Regions from separate parts of the Sus scrofa genome. Here regions 1 and 3 are each linked to region 2. Evidence: chromatin contacts called from public Hi-C data. All regions are on one chromosome and are shown on one strand. The core of a region is the stretch at or near the end of the contact, and the rest is flanking DNA. Distances in the headings are between cores, read along the strand shown.

Evidence for each region. A called contact is a pair of places that touch in the nucleus more often than the background predicts.
Region 1: a Hi-C map of fetal liver shows a contact between it and region 2, with 1.7 times the contacts expected there. The contact joins two enhancer-like sites. A contact is called at or near these places in 4 of 5 promoter capture datasets (fetal liver, fetal skeletal muscle, liver and 1 more), 28 of 47 Hi-C or Micro-C datasets (adipose tissue, alveolar macrophages, blood and 15 more) and 2 of 2 datasets of contacts at active chromatin or transcription factors (alveolar macrophages and skeletal muscle).
Region 3: a contact with region 2 is called in a Hi-C map of adipose tissue, with 6 times the contacts expected there. The contact joins two enhancer-like sites. A contact is called at or near these places in 4 of 5 promoter capture datasets (fetal liver, fetal skeletal muscle, liver and 1 more), 25 of 47 Hi-C or Micro-C datasets (adipose tissue, alveolar macrophages, blood and 15 more) and 2 of 2 datasets of contacts at active chromatin or transcription factors (alveolar macrophages and skeletal muscle).

What each region holds. Positions count from the first base shown.
Region 1 is chr2:69,934,064-69,936,763 of Sscrofa11.1, reverse strand. DOCK6 (dedicator of cytokinesis protein 6) reads left to right here. Exons shown (of 49, transcript XM_021083867.1): 30 at 224-384; 31 at 887-1,069; 32 at 1,418-1,544; 33 at 1,842-1,926; 34 at 2,075-2,171; 35 at 2,245-2,379. Among named protein-coding and RNA genes, the nearest start is that of KANK2, 10 kb to the right of the region's middle. Within about 2 kb of position 1,418, at least 3 of the 83 cell types and tissues checked have an H3K27ac peak or open chromatin away from gene starts, as enhancers often do. A contact at or near this core is called in fetal liver and liver, where this site is marked.
Region 2 is chr2:69,877,979-69,881,070 of Sscrofa11.1, reverse strand. No RefSeq gene overlaps it. Among named protein-coding and RNA genes, the nearest start is that of SPC24, 11 kb to the left of the region's middle. Within about 2 kb of position 1,785, at least 48 of the 83 cell types and tissues checked have an H3K27ac peak or open chromatin away from gene starts, as enhancers often do. A contact at or near this core is called in adipose tissue, embryonic fibroblasts, fetal liver and 2 more, where this site is marked.
Region 3 is chr2:69,917,711-69,920,634 of Sscrofa11.1, reverse strand. It overlaps KANK2 (KN motif and ankyrin repeat domain-containing protein 2), which reads left to right. Exons shown (of 14, transcript XM_021083853.1): 5 at 1,809-1,931. Among named protein-coding and RNA genes, the nearest start is that of KANK2, 6.0 kb to the left of the region's middle. Within about 2 kb of position 1,409, at least 16 of the 83 cell types and tissues checked have an H3K27ac peak or open chromatin away from gene starts, as enhancers often do. A contact at or near this core is called in adipose tissue, embryonic fibroblasts and omental adipose tissue, where this site is marked.

The DNA of each region.
Region 1 (2,700 bases), core at 169-2,668, 56 kb before region 2:
GAGTGGTCATACCACAGATACTCTAGGCCTTTGTGGATCTTAGAAACAATTGCATGATGAATATTTCTAATTGCAAATACAAGAAGTGAGCTCTGGGAGTCAATAATTACAGACTCCCATCCTGTGTCTAGAGGGTGGTATCAGGGAGGGCTTCCCTGAGGAGGTGACTTCTGGGCTGAAACTTGAGACAGAGATAGCACTTAACATTCTTCTCTCGCCCTAGAGAGCTCAGGTCAACGATCAAGACTAGCCTCTATGCTTGACTCAGATACAGAAGGGGAAGGGGACATGGGAGGCACCATCAACCCCTCAGTGGCCATGGCCATCGCTGGTGGCCCCCTGGCCCCTGGCTCCCGGGCCAGCATCTCCCAGGGTCCAGCGACGGTGAGTACCAGCCTTGCCCCCAGAGACACCACCTGGCATTTGATTATCTCTGCACCTGCATCTAATGTCTTTTCTCCCTTATCAATCACATTTTCTTGTCTCTTCACATGTCCTGTGATTTTTTTTTTTAATTGTACTTTGGATGTTGTGTAGAGGAGAACCATAACCTGGCATAGAAGTCATATGATAGGAGTTCCCTTCATGGCCTAGTGGTTAACGAACCCGACTAGGATCCCAAGGTTGCGGGTTCGATCCCTGGCCTCACTCAGTGGGTTAAGGATCCGGCGTTGCCATGAGCTGTGGCGCCGGCCGGCAGCTGTAGCTCTGATTCGACCCCTAGCCTAGGAACTTCCATATGCCTTGGGTGTGGCCCTGAAAAGCAAAAAAAAAAAAAAAAAAAAGAAGTCATATGCTAAGGTATCAATCAGCTGCTTCCTATTTGAGTATGAAATGAACGTCGACTGTCTCCCTTCTGAGCACCCTGTCCCCTATCTGGCCCCAGGCTGCTCGCTCAGGCTGTGCCCTCTCTGCCGAGTCCAGCCGGACCTTGCTGGTGTGCGTGCTCTGGGTCCTGAAAAATGCTGAGCCAGCCCTGCTGCAGCGCTGGGCTGCAGACCTGGCCCTCCCTCAGCTGGGTCGTCTCCTGGACCTGCTATACCTCTGCCTGGCTGCCTTTGAATACAAGGTTCGAGGGTTGGCCAGGGGATTGTGATGTAGGGGGAAGGCTGAGGACTTGTGTGGGGCCCTGCAGGGCTGAGGGCTGGGTGTGCAGAGTGAACTCTTCTCATGCACCACTTCTGGGGAGTGGGGGTGGCGGGGGAATGGGTGGACTATTTCTTTGCTGAGCCAAAGCAAAAGGGGAGAATTCTCTTCATGAACAGACTTCGGGAGGTGTGGAGAGCTGGCTATAAAAGGGAGAACTGTGTCTTCAAGCTCAGGGTCCTGGAAGTTGGAAAGCGCCAGAAGTAGCAGCACCGGGCTAGCCCACAGCAAAGGGCAGAGTCCACATGGAACTTGTTCTTTGTTGTCCCAGGGGAAAAAGGCCTTTGAACGTATCAACAGCCTCACATTCAAGAAATCACTGGACATGAAGGCCCGGCTGGAGGAAGCTATCTTGGGTACCATTGGAGCCCGACAGGAGATGGTGCGACGGAGCCGGGGTGAGAAGGGGATGTACCTCATGCATGTCTCTACCTGGTGGCCTCCAGCCTGTGTCCAAGGGGCCCCAAGACAGAGGCCATCTTTGCCTCTTTGTCTCGCTTGCTTTTCCCAGAAAGAGGGCCACAGTTTATCCCACACGTGGGTATCTGTGCTCCCTGCTCCCGTCTAACTACGTCCACTTTGCAAGCATGTGCATCACTCAGTGTCCTCACGGGAACCCCATGTGTGTTTCTTCTCATGGTCACATGTGTCCTTATGTCTTTGTTCACCTGTGAACACGCACCTCTTTGTCTCAGAGAGGAGCCCGTTCGGGAACCAGGAGAATGTACGCTGGAGGAAGAGTGTCACCCACTGGAGACAAACCTCAGATCGTGTGGACAAGTAGGTGTGGGCAAGGAGTAGTTCGCTGGGGTTAAATCAGTTTCCAGAGAACCCCCTCTCCAAGAGCAGTTGAAGGAACAGAAAAAGCTCAGCCCTGGGGTGGGATTTGGCCCTGAGAGACACCCCCAGGCCCTCCTGTCCCCTCCAGAACCAAGGATGAAATGGAACATGAGGCCTTGGTGGATGGGAACCTGGCAACTGAGGCAAGCCTGGTGGTTCTGGATACACTGGAGATCATCGTGCAGGTAGGGCTTGATCCAGCATCTCCCTGATCCATAACCACCCCAGTCTCTAACAGTTGGATTTTTGGCCCCACAGACGGTGATGCTGTCAGAGGCCCGGGAGAGTGTCTTGGGAGCAATACTGAAGGTTGTGTTGTACAGTCTGGGCAGTGCCCAGAGTGCTCTTTTCTTGCAGCACGGCCTGGCCACACAACGGGCCCTGGTGTCCAAGGTGAGCACCTTTGACAGCCACATTTCTTAGAGTAACAGTCACGGCCCGTTCATTGAGCATCTTCTGTTTGCTCAGCCACTCCATGAGCCAGACACTCACTCCTTAGCCACAGTTTTCAGAGGAGGGAAGCGAGGATCAGAGTGGCAGAGTCACTCACCCAGAGTCACACAGCAAGGGCTTTAACCCAGGTGTGACACCAAAGCCTGCTGGGCTTGGCCAGAGAAGGCAGAATACAGACAGAGGCCCTGCCCAAGTCCCCATCGGGGATCTTCAGAGCCAGAACAGGGAGGGGCTGATCGGTCTCCCTCTCACCCTGGGGGC
Region 2 (3,092 bases), core at 536-3,035:
CCATATATCCACACACCTGGCCAGTCTGGCTTATATTGGTGGTGCTCATATTGGTTATTGGTGCTTATATTAGTTATTGGTGTTTCTGGGGAAAATTCCCCAGGGTATGTGGAAGTCAAGAGGCTGAACCTCTCAAGCAGACCTCTGGCAAGTTTGGTGGGCCGAGGCTGGGGAGAGGCTGGGAGAACTGGTCACAGGGGAGTGACACAGACATGACAGTGCTTGGACCACTCTCAGGAAGGCACCAGGAGGCACCAGCCTCCCCAGCTGACTCAGAAGTGTGTACTGGGTAACCGTGAGCCACACTCCAGTGGATGCCATGAGCAGGTGCTGTGTGCCGGCTTCCAGTGTCCTTACAGGTGATCAAACAAGCATAGAGATGGCAAGCTATTTGTGGAAGGTTTCACAGCTGATGGGTGGCAGAGCCCGCATTAGAGCTGGATCCACAACTTGTACTCTCTTTTTTTTTGTTTTGTTTTTTTTTTTTTCTCTTTTTGCCATTTCTTGGGCCGCTCCTGTGGCATATGGAGGTTCCCAGGCTAGGGGTTGAATCGGAGCTGTAGCCGCCGGCCTACGCCAGAGCCACAGCAACGCAGGATCTGAGCCAAGTCTGCCACCTACACCACAGCTCACGGCAACGCTGGAACCTTAACCCACTGAGCAAGGCCAGGGACCGAACCCTCAACCTCATGGTTCCTAGTCAGATTTGTTAACCACTGAGCCACGACGGGAACTCCCCACAACTTGTACTCTTAACCCAGACCTATGATTGAGATCATCTCAGTGATAAAGCTGTAACTGTTTGGGTGATGCCTCTATGGGAGGCCCAGGGAGAGAGAAGTCATTTGAGCCCAGATAGACCAGAGTCCCTGGGAATAAAAATGTGGAGACTGGAGTTCCCGACTAGGAACCATGAGGTTGCGAGTTCAATCCCTGATCTTGCTCAGTGGGTTAAGGATCCAGCGTTGCCGTGAGCTGTGGTGTAGGTTGCAGACGGGGCTCAGATCTGGCGTTGCTGTGGCTAAGGTGTAGGCCGGTGGCTTCAGCTCCGATTCAACCCCTAGCCTGGGAATCTCCATATGCCACAGATGTGGCCTTAGAAAAAGACAAAAAAAAAAAAAAAAAAAAAAAAAAAAATGTGGAGACAGTGATCCTTGCAGGGGGAACAGTAAATGCAAAAGGTAGGTGTTCAGAGGCAGCCGAGGGGCCAGCATGGAGAGGACCACAAGGCCACAGGGCTGGATCATGCCAGGCCTGCAGTCCTCAATGAGACATGAGGAGGATTTTCGGATTGGGGAGGGGCCCCAGAGTTGGGGCTTGGGGAAAGGGAAGCCTGACAGTGGCCTCTTGACACACGTCATGGTGCAGAGCCCAGTGGACTAGGGGGCTAGTCTCACTGAACCCCCAAGCTCCCCCCTCCATCCCACTCACAGCCATGTGTACAGCGTGGGAGAGGAGGCAGGGGTGAGCAGAGCAGCTGTGCTGGGGAGGAGCCCCTTCACCCAGGGCAGGAGTCAGTGCTGAAACCTGAGCTGCCTGGAGGGGAGGCAGGACAGGTCCCAGGAGTCCTGGAGGCTGTCCCCGCACTGGCCTCCACTCCCGGACACACGCTGCTGCCCTGCTTGGTGGGGTGGATGATCTGACCAGTGACCGCTCAAACTCCAACTCTCAGCTGCTCTCTCATCCCTTCATCAACAAGGGAATTCACTTCCTGGGGGAGGGGAGAGGGCTCAGATGGGGGAGGGGCCGGCATGGGGACAGCTCTCCCCCCCTTTCCTCCCTCCCTTCCTGCCCCCCCTTCCCTCCCACGGACCTGGGCTCAGCCCAGCAGGCTCCAGCCTGACTCACCACAGGCAGCTGTGGTTTCGGATGCCGGGCTGGGGGCGGCAGAGGACACGAGTTGGGGCGACAGGCTTGGGGGAGCAGTTTCCTCCCACTGTCCAGCCGGTCCTGGCCAGAGCTGTTGAGCCGGTGGAGAGGGGGAGGTCAGGGTCCCTCATGCCTGCACCTTGTTCTCTAGGTCCAGTCTGCTCCCCACCCCTTTGTGGGGCTGGGCCCACCGACCAGCTCCAAGTGACATTCACACCTTTCCCTAGGGGACCCCACTGGAGCACAGAGAGGACCACCACCAGGCTGCCCCCACCCCCCTGCGCGCCCTCGGGCTCCTGGAGGAGAGAGGCAAATGGGGGTTGGGTCCCACTAGGAATTGCGGGAGCCCAGCCCTGTGACCCAGTCTCCATTTTCCCATCCCTAAAATGGGCTTTGGGCTTGTCCCCTACTTAGGCAGCAGAGGAGTTAACCCCCCAAAAGCATTTGCTTTTATTTGTCCTGAGGTTCTAATCCTGAGTGTCTGTGTCACACTCAGTGCCATGAAGGGGGTGCCTGCCGAAGGATTTCAGTAACTACCCGCTCCCTTAATGGAAAATTGCCTAGGCCAGAGACCAGAAGCTTCCATCACCTCTGGCCTCTCCCAGACTCTGCCTCACTTCGGGACCTCCTAAGTTCTGCCCCACCCGCCCCTGGCGGCACCCTCGGCCCCTCCAGCGTGCCTGGCCACTCAGGCTCATTTGTCCAGTTTGCCACACGGCTGAGCATGAAGTCAGTCAATCAAACAATTATCGACCGTCCGTGTGTGCAGGCCCCGGACACTTCCTGTGCGGTCTGCTCAGCTTTCGCCCCCAGAGGCATTTTGGAACCTTCCCAGGACAAAAGGCGGAAGGAAGGAAGGAAGTGCCACCCAGTGGACACAGAAAAGATAACAGTCCCTGCGGCTCCTGGTGCTTCTCTCCACCAGATCGCCTGGCACTCGCCAAGCTGGGGAGGTGGAGATCAGCAACGCCGCCACTTCACTTGGGGAAACTGAGGCTCTGATGGATCCAAGGTCATCCAGCTCAACCCAGGCCGCCTGGCCCAGTATGTGCTCTTTCTTCCCACATTGGCCCCACACTCCGGGTCTTTTGCTCCTGGGCCCATCACTGCCATCTCTCAGTCCACTCTGTAAGGCAGGGAAACCCCATTTCACAGGTCCCGCTGGGTTCAGCCCACGGAGGGTACTGGTGGAAGGGGTCCTGGAGGTGGGGAGAGGCCTGAGT
Region 3 (2,924 bases), core at 160-2,659, 40 kb before region 2:
ATGGAGGGTCCCTCCTTCTTCCTCTGAATGCCAGGGTCCAGCCCTGGCCCTGTCCTTCCACCAGCTCTCAGAGCCTTGGTCTCTTCATCTGCAGAAAGGGGACAGTTGTGCTGCCAATTCAGTGCCTATAGGGACCATGTGAAGAAACTGAGTGTCTGTTAAGTGTGTGTGTTCATGTCTAGCACATTGTAAATGTTTAGAAAACTGGATATATTGGGGGAGGGTTCCTGAGGCCGCTAGGGGTTGGTTGCTAGGCAAAAAGTCCTCCCCGTTTGCTCTGTAAGTGGCAGGGACCAGCCTCAGACCATGAAAAGGCAATGTGGGAGTTCCCTTAAAGCACAGCAGGTTAAGTATACAGCATCGTCACTGCAGTGGCTCAGGTCACTGCTGTGCTGCAAGTTCATTCCCTGGCCCTGGAACCTCCACATGCCAAAACAAAAGAGAAAGAAAAAAAAAAAAAGGAAATGTGTTGTTCACATAACTTAGGGACACCTTCAGGCATAGCTGGATCCAGGTGCTCAACTATCATCAGCAATCTAACTCTCTCTTCCTCTTTCTCTGTGTACCCTGGAGGCTTCTCTCAAGTGGGCAAAGATGGCCTCACCACTCTAGGGATCTTTTCTTGCAGCTCAGTGGAAAGGGAGTTTCTCAATCCAGATGGCACCAATAAAAATCCTAAGGGTGACCCCCCTTGACTGGCTTGGGTCACATGCCCATCACTGAACTAATCATTGTGTCCCCCACTGCCCAGGCCCAGATCCTGGGAGTAGAGGAACCCCACCCAAATCCTGAGGGAGGAAGGGGGTGCTCCCTGGAGGAAGTGCTGAGTCCTCATGCCAGGAAAGGGGATGTGGGATGTACAGAATGGCAGCTGCCCCACCACAGCCATCCTGAGGTCCCAGAATGATTCATAATAGTAAACAGCTGTTCTTTATCAAACACTAGCCTGGTGTTGAGGATTCTGAAGTTTCACCCACGGAGGAGCTTAAGACAGTGGGCTGTGCAGCCAGCAATCTGGGTTCAAATTCCCCTTCTTACTGTGTGACCCTAAATGAGCAGCTTCACCACCCTGGGTCTCAGTTTCCCTGTCTGTTGAAGTGGCATAGTAACAGTCCCACCTCCAGGACTCTTGTGAATTAGTGCACAGAGTAAGCTCTCAGTCTGTGCTTGTTGCTGCTTCTGATGGTTTTCAGGTCACCTCTGTTTATAGCTGGGGAAACTGAGGCTTTAGGAGAGGCTTTCACTTGCCCTGCATGACACAGCCAGAGTCTAAGCCCAGGCCGGTCCAAACCTGCAGGAGGGCTCAAAGGTGGAACCCAGATCCTCATCTCAGCCTCAAATAACAGGTGGCCAGAGCTCCATGAAGGAACCAAGAGGGCACAAGCTAGAGGGCGGGGACTCAGCTGTGTTTTCTTGTTTCCCCATGTTTTTCCCGGCCAGCTGCAGACTCCACCCCTCTGTTCTGTGTCTATCCCAAACACCCAGCCCTGCGACTCTGGTCCCCAGCCAGGAGCCCCACCCGGCCGAGCCCCAGGATCTCTTGAGAGGCAACCTCCATTCCAGACATGCGTCCCAGGGCAGCCATGAGGCCTTCTGCCTCCAGGACACATGGACCTAGCGAGGTCCCCACCATGTGCAAGCTGCCACCCAGTGCAAGTTCTTCCTTGTATCTTACTTAACTCCCTTTTGCTGCAGCCAGCCCCATTCTCTGCCTTGCTTGGGTAGAATTGGCAAGTGCTAATTTATTTCAGTGTTGTCTCATCTAGCAAACGATTATTGAGTACCTGCTATGTGCCACACTCTTCTAGGCACTGAGGACACAGCAGTGAACGTGACTGACAAAAGCACCTGCAATAAACAAACAAGAGACCACCAGAAAGAAGTGAAGGAAAATTATTTCAGAGAGCACATGTTTGAAGCAAATAAGACAGGTGTGTGGGGTGGGTGGGGATTGGATGGGATGATAGCATTGTAGCCTAAGTTCAAAGTATGGTTTTCAGAATTCCTGTTGCTGTGACTGTGGCATAGGCCAGCAGCTGAAGCTCTGATTTGACCCCTAGCCTGGAAACTTCCATATGCTGCAGGTGCAGCCATAAAAATAATAATAATAAAAAGAAAAAGGAAAACTCCCAAAGGAAAAAAAATAATAAAAAACAAATTCTGGCTTTCCTGCTCCCTAGCTCTACGCCCTTGATCAAGGTGTTTCACCTCTCTGTGCCTCTTTTGCATATTGGGGGTCCTGACAACCCACTGTCACCGAAATCGGTGTGAGCTTAAATGTGTCAGTTGGTACTAAAAGTTCAGTATGGCTCTAGGCCCCAGTAGGCGCTCAAAGGTTAGCTGTTGGCTCTTTGAACCAGGACATAAAAGGAAAGAAGCAGCCGGGTGGCTGCTTGACAGGTGTTTGGATCATGTGTTCTTTTAGGTCGGGCAGCTCGATGCATAGATCAGGGAGAGCTCCCTGGAGGAGGAGGCAGGGAGGAGCCCAGCCTTTCTGCCATCTAGAATGTGCTCACTGCAGCCAAGGGCAAGGAAGGTGAGAGGCAGCCTTCCCCTCAAGCTGGTAAGGTGGGCGTGGGGGGCAGGCAGAGGCTTGGAGACTCCATAAAGTCTCATTTACGTCTCACCTTTCAGAGGCAACACAGAGAGGTTAGTGGGAGAAGGGGGAAGCCAGGCATGTGAATCCGTGAGGTGCTTCCCCAAGGCTTTGAAATTTCCTGTGCTCTTGTTTGAAACATTCCTAGGAAAGAAATTCATTGTTCTTTGTGGAAGGTTTGAAGAGTGCAGAAGAATCTAGAACACAAAATAAAACCCTCACAGAAGTTCCCGTCTTGGCTCAGCATGTTACATACCCAAATAGAATCCATGAGGATGGGGTTCAATCCCTGACTTTGCTCAGTGGGTTAAGGATCTGGTGTTGCCAT